2 separate regions of the Salmo salar genome follow, and region 1 is linked to region 2. A link is a contact called in public Hi-C data. All regions are on one chromosome and are shown on one strand. The core of a region is the stretch at or near the end of the contact, and the rest is flanking DNA. Distances in the headings are between cores, read along the strand shown. Region 1 overlaps LOC106583953 (WW domain-containing transcription regulator protein 1). Region 2 holds the start of LOC106583953 (WW domain-containing transcription regulator protein 1).

Region 1 (6,573 bases), core at 2,453-4,952, 84 kb after region 2:
CGATGGTGATCTCCGTTTTGCTCCACGGAACTCGTCTGAAGTCGGTACCGTCGATGTGCCAACTTCTGTCTGTAATGTCCGAACCGTTTGGGGTACGAACTCTCACAAACACGATCGACCCCCCCGTATCATGGGCCGAGTCTGAAGGTAACCCCAGTACCTGTTTAAAAAAGGAATGGAAATATAGAAGTAATTTTGTGCCAACAAACAAAACATGTTAAATATTTGTCCACAAAAATATATTTCCTGAGCTTTCTTATCTCATATACTGTAGATAGATGCCCTAGCCTAGGTAATAAATTCAATGCAGCATTAGCCCTTATTTTTAGCTAATTAATTATGGGGGTGGGTTCTACTAAGTTAACATATGGAACTGTTTTAAGGTGGTCGTATGTATGTATAGAACAGACACTTCAAAAACCTTATTTCTTATTATACATTTTTTGACTGTCTGTTTTGCCTTTTTATGAATGTGTTATTCAATGCATTTCTATGGGCTATAGTAGTAATTTTATCAAATCATTTGTATTTTTTTTTTATACCTTCCTTAATAAAATAGCTAAATGATCCATGGTACGACCACCTTAAAACAATTCCATATGTTAACTTAGTAGAACCCACCCCCATAATAGTAGAACCCACCCCCATCTGACCAATGACGTCTTTCACCCTGGGGACTACCACAATAACATGAGCAGTCCCTTTCCACAATAACACCAAAGAATGTGTGTGAACCAACCAAAAGCCAGGATCTGTGTTGCCTGAGAGAGGCATGTTGTTGTGTTGAAGGTGGAGAGATAAGGAAGCCCTCCCCACCCTCTTATGCTCCACTTAGTCTGACAGAGCCTGACATCTCCTTCATAACACAGATTGGCATTGACTGGTTAATCTCATTCACGTTAGCATTAGCCTAGCTAGCACCGCTAATAGACCTAGCTAACCCATATCACAGCCACCTGGCTCAGCCTGCAGAACATCACCACTGCCTCTTTCAGTACAGTGTGTGTGCGCTTTGTTATGCCATTTTAGTCGATGACATGGAAAAAAGGTGTCTGCAGTTGGAGAGGGATGGGCTGAGTGTGCAGTGGAGGGGTAAACTAAAGGAAGAGTGAGAGAACCAAACAGGTGGAAAATTTAAAGAGAGACCTAGGAAATTTAGGACAGAGCGGAGCGGGATCGCGGGTGTGTGGCCCAGTGTGTGAGTGTATGAATGGAGTCGCTCATCCTGAGTAGTTGTATATACACCGCCCTGCTCGACTTGTTCAAACGTCACTGGGATGTTTTTCTCCTCCCTACTCTCTACCACTGCTCTATTTGAGAGATGTCACACACACACACACACACGCGCGCAAACTCTAAACCTACGACTTTAAAATAAGGTGACCAGATTTCTGAAATTAAAACCGGGGACATTTCCAGTTCGGCGGTCAATATATCATTAAAATATCCAATGTTATTATCTACGAAATAAAAAGGGGACAATTCCAGTTTCATGTATTTAGTCTAACAAGCTCACTGTGATAGAGAAAACAACTATATTACACAAACACTACAGACAAGACAGAACGGTCCAATCTGAACAGCCATTCAGTGGTCCTGGTAGTCTGGGTAGAATAAGAGCATAAGAGAACATGAGCAAAATTAAAAAAACAGGCAATAGTATGTGAAATACTTAACAACATAAAGAAATAAGAGGATGTGATTGGTAACTACATAATATACTTATACCAACCTAATCTGTATTTCTCAGAAGAATGTATCTTCTCCAGGATTGCTCTGTCTTTGGCCAGCTTCTCCATGAACTCCTGGCAGGGGAGGTTGAAGTTTGTCTTCACAATAAGCATAGGAACAGTGAACCTATTTCTTGCTGCTGTCCATATATCATTCCTTCCGTTTCTTGGAAAGGGCCTCCTCTGTCTGCTCTTCTTACTCTCAACTTTTTCTTCTGCTCCAATCTTTCTCCTCCTCTTTTCTTCACTCGTCTTTCTTCCTTTCCTTCTCTCTTTACCTTTCCACCTCACTCTTCTACACTCTCCTCGCTTCACTCTTTTTACTCCCTTAATTTTTCCTTCTCCTTCCTCTCCAATCTTTAATAATAAATAGTACACTATTAGATAAAATACTTTGGTTAACAGATTCCCATTGCTTGCCTCATTTTTGTATTTTATCTCAAAAACATTGTTTGGAGTAATAAATTGGCAGGCTCTGTAATCATATCTTTACCATTCCTCCTCTTTCACTCTTCTTCCTATCCAGTCTTCCTCTCCTTCCTCTCCACTCTAACAGAAAACATTATGCTAATGTTATCCATGAGAATTTAAAAATGTATTTTCACACTACTTATTATAATGCCAAACCATTAAAATTGTAATCTACAAATAAATATTCTCATAATTAATTGTGCATTCATTTAATATAATCATATTTTCAAAATAGCCCGTCCACTGCATGTTTACATGTGAACTTTTTTTTACCTAGCTACCATGACAGTAGCTAGCTATCCTAGCTAGATAACTTAGTCGACATAGCTTATGTTAGCTAACATAAGCTATTTAAAACCTTATAGAGCAGATCATATATCCTATATAAAAAATGGTGACATAACATCACTAGCTAGTATCTCAAACGATTGTAACTTACCTGGCTTGAAAATACTTTGTGGTGATATTGTGGATTCACTTGACACTTGCTAGCTTCTGGCTGAGTTTTCCACAGCAGTTTTCTCTAAAACTAGAGTGAGCCAGTGTTGCCAACTCCTCAGTAAGGAAAGTAGCTATTGGCTGTTCTAGAAGTTGCTAAATGACGTCATCACCTAATTTGCATAATTGGCCATGTGCATGTAATTGTGATGGACGTTGTAGGAGAGAGGAATAACGTCGTGGGAGAGACAAAGTGAGTAAAAAAAAAAACTAAATATGTTTAGAACTACAAATGAACTTTATTTTTTATTTTTATGTCACAATTCCAACCCTCCTCCTTTATCTAAGCTTGGGACTGGCAAAAGTCCCAAAAGAGACACTCCGGTGGACTTACTTCATTTTTTATTGTTTTGTTTTTTTGTTTAGTTTTCTTAATTTGTTTTGGTTTTTAACCTTATGGTCCACTTAGGAGCCTACAACAAGTCACAGTAAAACATGAAATTTTTTAACCATAACATAAAAAAAACAAATGTTTGTATGCAATCTACATTAACAATCTAAATGGACCAAAAAGAGACAATAGAAAAAACTGTCAATGGCAATGTAAGAAAATGATGGTAACTAGTCTGGCCCTAATTCAGGTGAATTCATTTTTTATTTTTATGTAAGCCAGGGCGGGATCAGCCAGCGGCGGCTTCCCGCATGCGCGATTCATTTGCAGCCTGGAGGCAGAGGGGTGAATATCTCCTGCTCTGACTGCAGCTGCGCGAGGACTGGGCCGCCTGTGAGTGCTTTGGGATGGGGGTGGGGCCCACGGCAACACCCGCTGCTCGTTGAGAAGAGTAAGAACAATACGTGCTTTCACGTCAGGGTCTCCAAAAGTCTCCAATAACACCAGAAAAAGTCGCTAGATTTGTTGCTAGTCACTTTTTTGAAAATGTGTGGCTAGAGGGCTCTGAATACTCTCTAAATATAGTGACAAAGTCGCTAAGTTGGCAACACTGCCGCGAGCAAGTAGTTAGTAGAAGAAGAGTGAATGAAGCTGCTATAGCTATACAGCCCCCTCTGTTGGACAAAACGAGCACAACGCGATTGAGACGTCAACCGGTAGGCTCTGCTGCCTGGTCTTTCTTGCCACGTAATATATAATTTCACTTTGCAGTCTGTTTTTAATGCACTGTTAAAAACGGGGACATTTCTGGGGACAGGCCACCAAAAACGGGGACTGTTCCTGGAAACCGGTGACGTCTGGTCACCTACTTTAAATGAACTCTGATGGATGTTCCTAAAGCACATCAGGACTAATCCTGACTGGAGCTTGTGGGCCTAATTCAAACTTTTGTGCATATCTTCCATGGAAAGTTTTCACAAGTTTAATTTTATCTCTCAAAACTGGATTTGATCATCACCCCCCCCGGACACCCCAGTCTTTGTTGAAGGGGAATTATCTTTGTCTTTGTTGTCCTGATGGCTGTTTTCTACTGCTTTGTTTTCTTCTCTTCTCTCCTCTCAGATGGACATGTTAGCACACTTTGCTTTAGGGTTTTAACAGACAACACACAGGTCTATGGTTGCCAGTTACAGGTCTTGATCCCGTACTGTCGATTCTGTCTACTCCCTGAGGAGTGCTGTGATTCTTGTACGGGTATCTAGAGTGATCATCACCAATCCTGGTTCTGGAGAGGTGATGGTGTGCAGGGTTTTGTTTCAGACCAGCACTAAAACACCTGATTCTAAGAAACGACTAGAAATATACTGTAGCTACCTGGTATCTCTCCACTACTACGTTTGGTGATCATGACCACTGTCCCTGTAGTTCTAGAATAGATTCAGTGGAATTTCACCTCCCACTCATCCCTTGACACTCTATCTCCCATGGCAACTCGGTGAGTGAACTCAGCCGTTTTCAGATTTAGCTCTAGTCATGACTAGGCTCATCTCCACTGTTAGCCATGTTGACTCATCATGAAACTTGTGAGAAAGCACTCTGCTCCTCTCCATTCCACTTCAACTCCTTGACTGTATTCTTAGTCAAATCACCTGATGAAACAAAAGGTGAGTGACTGAGGAAGAAACATTGAAAATGTGTCAAACTGTAATTATTTAGCTTACTGTTCACCAGTATGTTTCTGCTCCAAAGAATTCAAATCCCCCAAAAGCTTTATTGTCCAATCAAATGAACATACTGTAAGATATGAAATTTGGTCACAAGAAACCTGCATCAGTCAGGCTTGGTAAAGTTGAAGTACTCTGGCTGACGTGGTGTTGCTGCTGCTTGTGAACAGGAGAGCTACCTGATGGCTGGGAGCAGGCTGAAAACCCTAGTGGAGAAACCTACTTCATTGACCACAAAACGCAAAGAACGTCTTGGATCGACCCGCGCGTGGATGCTCGCCTCAGTAAGTACCCTCTGGACCGCAAGTGGACCGCAAATCCCCCAAATCGGTACCTTTTTCAACTTGATCAAACCTCCAACCCAACCAACCCCCTTCATCCCCAAAATTACTAGCATTAAACTAATCAAACCATGCCCCTTGATCCCTCATACCTGACCATTGACCCCTTTCCCCCTGTTGCCTCCTGGGACTGAGCTTTGCCTGTGAGAAGCTAGAGGAATGCTTTGCTTGGACAAGAGTTAGCTAAATCTTCCTGAGAAACCCAATCACATGCTTATCTGGGTACCAAGTCTGATTCCAATAGCCAATGACAGTGCCAACTCTGATTTATGAAAGCCAATAAAAATGATTGCCTCTCCCTCCCACCAGTGACCAATGGTTCTCCTGCTTTCTACATGTGATTGTCACTTCCTGTCCTGACAGTGCTCTCCTATCCCTGCATGATGATTGATTTTGCATGTGTACTTGACGTATGCATTTGTGTGCTTGTATTTCAACTAAAGTATGTTTTAGTTTCTGTGTGTTAGTTAGTGATGTGAGTGAAATAGTGGGAGATGTCGTATCTGAGGTGTGTTTATGCGTGGACGAGGTGCGTTTATGATTTGGCGTGTGTGTCTGTCTGGGGGAGCAACAGGAGAGTACCCAGGAGCTCTGTGCGCTGGATAACCTCCGCACCGTCAGGTCCCTAGATGGATGCTGTCCGGTCCCTAGATGGATGTTGTCCGGTCCCTAGATGGATGTTGTCCGGTCCCTAGATGGATGTTGTCCGGTCCCTAGATGGATGTTGTCCGGTCCCTAGATGGATGTTGTCCGGTCCCTAGATGGATGTTGTCCGGTCCCTAGATGGATGTTGCCCGGTCCCTAGATGGATGTTGCCAGGTCCCTAGATGGATGTTGCCAGGTCCCTAGATGGATGTTGCCAGGTCCCTAGATGGATGTTGCCAGGTCCCTAGATGGATGTTGCCAGGTCCCTAGATGGATGTTGCCAGGTCCCTAGATGGATGTTGCCAGGTCCCTAGATGGATGTTGCCAGGTCCCTAGATGGATGTTGCCAGGTCCCTAGATGGATGTTGCCAGGTCCCTAGATGGATGTTGCCAGGTCCCTAGATGGATGTTGCCAGGTCCCTAGATGGATGTTGTCCGGTCCCTAGATGGATGTTGTCAGGTCCCTAGATGGATGTTGTCCGGTCCCTAGATGGATGTTGTCCGGTCCCTAGATGGATGAGGTAAGACCAACGAGGCAAAACAGAAGCTTTCTTTGACAGAGGAGAGTTAATTGGTGTCAGATTTTAAAATGGGAATTGTTTGGACTGGTATACACATCCAGGAGAGGAACATATCAACACTAAATTGCTCTGTTAAAAATTCCTTTTGAATATGGAAAACATTAACTTATAGTCCACTTTATCTTTAGCTGGCACTGCCTTAAAATAATGCATTTACTTTTTAGTTTTAGTCTTTCATTCCCCCAGCCAGCCGCCCAAACGGGTCCTGTTGCACAAGAGGCTGTCCCCAAATACTGGCTGTGTGTGAGTGCT
Region 2 (6,600 bases), core at 1,068-3,567:
TACAACAATGTTCTGCAGCATTGAAGGTCCCCAAGAACACGGTGGCCTCCATCATGCTCAAATTGAAGAAGTTTGGAACCACCAAGACTCTTCCTAGAGCTGGCCGCCCGGCCAAACTGAGCAATCGGGGGAGAAGGGCCTTGCTCAGGGAGGTGACCAAGAATACGATTGTCACTCTGACAGAGCTCCAGAGTTCCTCTGTGGAGATGTGAGATCCTTCCAATAGGACAACCATCTGCAGCACTCCACCAATCAAGTCTTTATGGTTGAGTGGCCAGACGGAAGCCACTTCTCAGTAAAAGGCTCATGACAGCCCGCTTGGAGTTTGCCAAAAGAGAGACTCAAAGAAACAAGATTCTCTGGTCTGATGAAACCAAGATTGAACCCTTTGGCCTGAATGCCAAGTGTCACGTCTGGAGGAAACATGGCACCATCCCTACGGTAAAGCATGGTGGTGGCAGCATCATGCTGTGGTGATGTTATTTAGTGGCAGGGACTGGGAGACTAGTCAGGATCGAGGGAAAGATGAACGGGGCAAAGTACAGAGACATCCTTGTTGAAAACATGCTCCAGAGCGCTCAGGACCTCAGACTGGGGCAAAGGTTCACCTTCCAACAGGACAACGACCCTAAGCACACAGCCAAGACAATGCAGGAGTGGCTTTGGGACAAGTCTCTGAATGTCCTTGAGTGGCCCAGCCAGAACCAGAACTTGAAGCTGATCGAACATCTCTGGAGAGACCTGGAAATAGCTGTGCAGCGACGCTCCCCATCCAACCTGACAGAGCTTGAGTTGATCCGCAGAGACTGGGAGAAACTCCCCAAATACAGGTGTGCTAAGCTTGTAGCGTCATATCCAAGAAGACTCAAGGCTGTAGTCACTGCCAAAGGTACTTCAACAAAGTACTGAAAAGTTCTGAGGAAAGGCTCTGAATATTTATGTAAATTTGATATTTAAGTTTTTTGTTTAGAATAAATTTGCTAAAATAATTTAAAACCTGTTTTTGCTTTGTCATTATTTGGTATTTTGTGTAGATTGATGAGTGGGAAAAACAATTTCATCCATTTTAAAATAAGGCTGTAAAGTAACAAGGGGTCTGAACAATTTTCGAATGCACTGTATATAGTTGAACATAGCATCCTACAAATAACCAGCAGAGGGTGACTCCATTTTCACATTCACACTGTTGGTAATGCTTACAAATTGGATCATAGCTATAAAAGTAGCAGAGATCTCACTCTTAGAGTATATTATGTTCAACAATATATTTAAACAAATGCCTTTTTCTAAATGTTGATTTTTCTATATTCATAAATGAATGTAAAACCTAAAAAAAAATCAAAATACTACTCATAGTACAGAGCAAGCGGTAAAGCTTCTTATGATACCAATATTTGCTTTTTAGCACCTATAGATGAAGCTATATGGAGTCTTAAAGGAGGCCTGGGTGAGGACAAAATTTAATAAATATGCCAACTTTGATAAATGATTTCTCATATGTTTTTAGATACAAATCTCAAATATATGTCAACAATCCTTTGCCAGAAAGACTATTCAATAGTTTAAATTTTGTGAAATTTCCCAAAATCATGGTCTTTATTTTTGTCTGGGTTTTGCGAGGTATAACTCATTAGTGAATCTTTTAGATTTAAACAAAAACTTTAGACAGAATCCACCATGAGTAGTCTAACATATGTTGACATAGTAATGAAATGATAGCAAACACAGTGTTTTTGTCATTTTTTCTAATGTAGACCTCTGGACACACTATACAGAATTGGCCTCTGTGTTGAATAAGTGGGAGTGAAAATGCACTGTGGAGGGAAAAAGTAGGGTAGCCTACATCTGACATGCATGGGCGCAGCCTATCTTTCATGATACTATATATGGGCAAATTAATGACAAAACATCTCAGAACCTCACAAGTTTCAAGTTATTATTCAACAGATGGGTAATTTTTTTCACTACTTTACATTCAAAATGATTTCACTTGTCCAATCGACAGATAGGCTCTGTGGTCAGTTTTCCACTAACTTGAACTATTCTTAACATTGTTTTAGTTCTTAGTCTCTAGGCCTATAGACCATCCCCAAATTATCTCCAAATGTAACAGAATGAAGCAGCCGTGATTTGTTGCTAAAACAAACTCTCAACAACTCTATTCCGCAACTTTGTGGAGTTGAGTAGTAACTATTTAAACATTTTTATAATTGTTACACCCGCCATCAATAGTTTCAGTCATTTGAGAGATTGTTTTGTAATCACGAATCTGTACTAAACCCCTCTCGCGCCGGAGCTCATGAATAATTCATGAACGACTGCTGACACAGGCGTCGTAAAAAAGTTGAGTTAAACTTTGGGACGGGAGTGAAGTTCGGGCAGCACCAACAAGAGCTATCGAACTGGCCGAGGCAAAGAGAAAGTACATTTCTTATTACTTTTCTAATGTAGGGATACATTTTAGTGTTTTTATCTAACTCTTTCAGAATTGTTTTAACGCGAGTTTGACGGCAGTAAGGTGATAACTATTTTTATCCACACAGAGGAGGGTTTATGAACGTTTCAAGAGAGCTCAAGGTTTGATATCTCTCTTCGCCTCGAAACGTTTTCGTTTTATATTTTCTGTATTGCGTTGTAACTTTACCACTAAGCCAAAATGAGCAACCCACTGCAGCCAATGCCAGGACAACAAGTTATCCATGTCGCTCAGGACTCTGATACGGATCTCGAGGCGCTTTTTAATTCGGTTATGAACCCGAAACCCAGTTCATGGAGGAAAAAAATGTTACCCGAGTCTTTTTTCAAGGAGCCAGATTCTGGATCTCACTCCCGACAGTCGAGCACTGATTCGGGCAGCCACCCTCCCAGGCTCACCGTACAACACGTACGGTCACATTCCTCGCCCGCGTCCTTACAGCTTGGATTGGGAGCCAATCCAACTCCAAGCCCAGTACATCACTCGCATATCCGGCACCAGTCTTTCGATGTTGCCGAAGAGTTGCCCCTGCCTCCTGGATGGGAGATGGCCTACACGTCAACTGGACAGAAGTACTTTCTCAAGTAAGCTTTTTTATTATACAGAAAACACACAAATGTCCCCAGTCCCTTTAAAAAACAAAACACCAGGTTCAGTCAGTGCAAGCCTCACTTCAGATAACTTTGGTTCATCTCAAGTGATGGGCCTAAATGGGTTGTAGAAAATCTGTGTAATTTGAGTGTAAATCCCAACAACAATCGTTTTGGCTCACTGTGCTGAACAAGTGCCCCCTTTTGAGCACTGTGCGGCCAGTTTGACTGAGTACACTGTTTTTGTGTCTTTGTTTGACGCTGTCAGCTAAGACCCTATAATGCCACCACTTATGCCGCGTTCAAAACAACTGGGAACTCGGAAATCTCCCACTTACGACTTCAGTGCGTTCAAAACAACTGGGAACTTGATCATCCAACTCGGTATTCCAACTCGGCCTCTTTCTACAGGTCCGACTTTCCGACCTGAAGATAACCGAAGTCATGATTAGACCTCATATTTTTCAGAGTTCCCAATTGTTTTGAATGCGGCATTGTTCAAACAAGTCGAACCTAATTCGACGTGTAGCCTCAAATATTTTGCGTGAGCCGTAGTCTACCTGTCTGTGCTTGCAGTGAACACTCACATTTTTCATGTAGGCTGGTAGGATAATCTCATTGCTAGAATTAGTCAGTGTTGTGCTCGACCTATATAATAATATAAACGAGCACCTGGCCCTAGTAAACTCAATGGAACGTTTCCCCATTCATTAGTGAAGTATCTCCTTGTGCAACGTGATCACAGACCACCTCTAGTGTATTGTGCAACAGCATTGAAGTTGTCTTTGGTTTCGTTCTGAGCCCCAGCCGGTTAAACCACAATGGCTGTAGTGTTTCTAATCCTCACCCACGCACGGGGATAAATCATATTTTATTTGTCACATGCGCCAAATACTACAATTGTAGACTTTACTGTAAAATGCTTACTTACCATCTCTTTCCCAACAATGCAAAGTAAGAAATTAGAGTAGAAATAAAGGAAATGGTAACACAATAAAATAGCAATAATGACACTATATACAAGGGGTACCAGTACCGAGTCAATGTGCAGGGGTACGAGGTAATTGAGGTAATTTGTAGGTAGAGGTAAAAGTGACTTGGCAATCAGGATAGATAATAAACACAGTAGCAGCACCGTGTGTGAAAGTATGTGTGTGTGAGCGACCGTAGGTAGCCTATGTGTGTGTGTGTTGGCGTGTCAGTGTAGTATAGAGTCCAGTGACTGTGTGTGACTGTGTGGGTAGAGTCCAGTGAGTGTGCTTAGAGCTGGTGCAAATAAAAAATGGGTCAATGCAAATAGTCAGGGTAGCCATTTGATTATCTGTTCAGTCTTATGGCTTGGGGGTAAAAGCTGTTCAGGAGCATTTTGGTCCCAGACATGGCGCTCCGGTACCAGTTGCCATATGGTAGCTGAGAGAACAGTCGCTGACTTGGGGGGGCTGGAGTCTGGGCCAATTGTGCGCTGCCCTATGGGACTCCCAATCACGGCTGGTTGTGATACAGCCTGGAGTCAAACCAGGGTCTATAGTGATGCCTCTAGCGCTGAGATGCAGTGCCTTAGAACGCTGCGCCACTCGGGAGCCCACACTTAATGGTGGTGTTGGAGTCGTGCATGACCAAGCAGTCGTGGGTGAACAGGGAGTACAGGAAGGGACTAGGCATGCACCCCTGAGGAGCCCCCGTGTGTAGTTGCTTACCCTCATTACCTGGGGGCGGCCCGTAAGGAAGTCCAGGATCTAGTTAGAGGGAGGTGTTTAGTCCCAGTGTTCTTAGGTTAGTGATGAGATTAGAAGGCAGTATGGTGTTGAACTCTGAGCTGTAGTCAATGAAATGCATTGTCACGTAGGTGTTCCTTTTGTCCAAGTGGGTAAGGGAGGTGTGGAGTGCAATAGGGATTGCGTCATATGTGAATCTGTTGGGGCAGTATGCAAATTGGAGTGGGTCCAGGGTGTCTGGGATGATGGGGTTGATGTGAGCCATGACCAGCATTTGAGCCATCAAAGCATTTCATGGCTACAGATGTGAGTGCTACGGAGCGATAGTCGTTTCAAATCAAATTATATTGGTCACATACACATATTTAGAAAATGTTATTGCGGTTGTAGAGTAATGCTTGTGTTCCTAGCTCCAACAGTGCAGTAGTATCTAACAATTCACAACAATACACACATCTCAAAGTAAAATAATGGAATTAAGAAATATATAAATATTAGGACAGGTTACCTGGGCATTCTTGGGCACAAGGACTATGGTGGTCTGCTTGAAACATGTAGGTATTATGGACTGGGTCAGGGAGAGGTTGAAAATATCAGTCAAGACACTTGCCAGCTGGTCAGCACGTGCTCTGAGTATGCGTCCTGGTAGTCCGTCTGGCCCTGCTGCCTTGTGAATGTTAACCTGTTTTAAGGTCTTACTCAAATTGGCTACGGAGAGCATGATCAGACAGTCGCCCGGAATAGCTGGAGCTCTCATGCATGGTTCAGTTTAGCTATCCTCGAAACGAGTATAGAAGGCATTTAGCTTGCCTGGTAGGCTCGCGTCACTGGGTAACTTGGGGCTGGGTTTCCCTTTGTAATCCGTGATAGTTTGCAAGCCCTGCCACATCCTACGAGCGTCAGAGCTGTTGTACTAGGATTCAATCTCAGTTCTGACGCTTTGCCTGTTTGATGGTTCATCTGAGGGCGGAGCCAAATTTCTTATAAATGTCCGGATTAGTGTCTCGCTCCTTGAAATTAGCAGCTCTAGCCTTTAGCTCAGTGTGGATGTTGCCTGTAATGCATTGCTTCTGGTGGTGATATGTACGTCCGGTCACTGTGGGGACGACATCGTAGATGCACTTATATGGTCAATTCCTCAATGCCATCAGATGAATCCTGGAACCTATTCCAGTCTGTGCTAGCAAACCAGTCCTTTAGCTGAGGAGCCGCTTCATTGACCCACTTCCATATTGAGCATGTCACTGGTACTTCCTGTTTGAGTTTTTGCTTCTAAGCAGGAATCGGAAGGATAGAGTTATGGTCAGATTTGTCAAATGGAGGGAGAGCTTTGTTTGCGTCTCTGTGTGTGGAATTAGTGATGTAGAGTTTTAGTTTTTTGCCTCCAGTTGCACAGGTGACATGCTGGTAGACATGAGAAGACCGATTTGGGCATGGTTCGGAATGTGCAGTATGTAATTCGCCTCAGTGTCATTGAAGTAGAAATCCTCATCCACATCGAGGTTAGTGATCGCTGTTCTGATGTCCAGACGCTCTTTTCGGTCATAGGAAATCATGGCAGAAACATTATGTACAAAAAAAGTTAGGATCAGATAAAAAAAATAAAATTAAAAATTAAAAAAAATAGCACAATTGGTCAGGAGCCTGTAAAACAACTGCTATTCCCTCCAGTGCCATCTTTTCAGAATAAGTGACCTTTCACCTCTCACTTTAGCAGATGCCCAAGGTATACTGAAATTAAATGTGTGTGTGTTTGACAATATCAATGTGAGGCTCCATTTTGTAACCTGTTTCAAACACACACACACCTGTGATCCCT

Evidence for each region. Hi-C and Micro-C count contacts between places; a contact is called where the count stands out from the background.
Region 1: a contact with region 2 is called in a Hi-C map of muscle, with 3 times the contacts expected there. The contact joins the enhancer-like site here to the promoter of LOC106583953 in region 2. A contact is called at or near these places in 2 of 3 Hi-C or Micro-C datasets (gill and muscle).

The regions. Positions count from the first base shown.
Region 1 is chrssa23:4,153,654-4,160,226 of Ssal_v3.1, forward strand. It overlaps LOC106583953 (WW domain-containing transcription regulator protein 1), which reads left to right. Exons shown (of 7, transcript XM_014168665.2): 3 at 4,925-5,038. Among protein-coding and RNA genes, the nearest start is that of LOC106583956, 30 kb to the right of the region's middle. Within about 2 kb of position 3,703, at least 3 of the 13 cell types and tissues checked have an H3K27ac peak or open chromatin away from gene starts, as enhancers often do. A contact at or near this core is called in gill and muscle, where this site is marked.
Region 2 is chrssa23:4,071,509-4,078,108 of Ssal_v3.1, forward strand. LOC106583953 (WW domain-containing transcription regulator protein 1) reads left to right here and starts at 2,318. Exons shown (of 7, transcript XM_014168665.2): 1 at 2,318-3,060. The coding sequence starts at 2,657.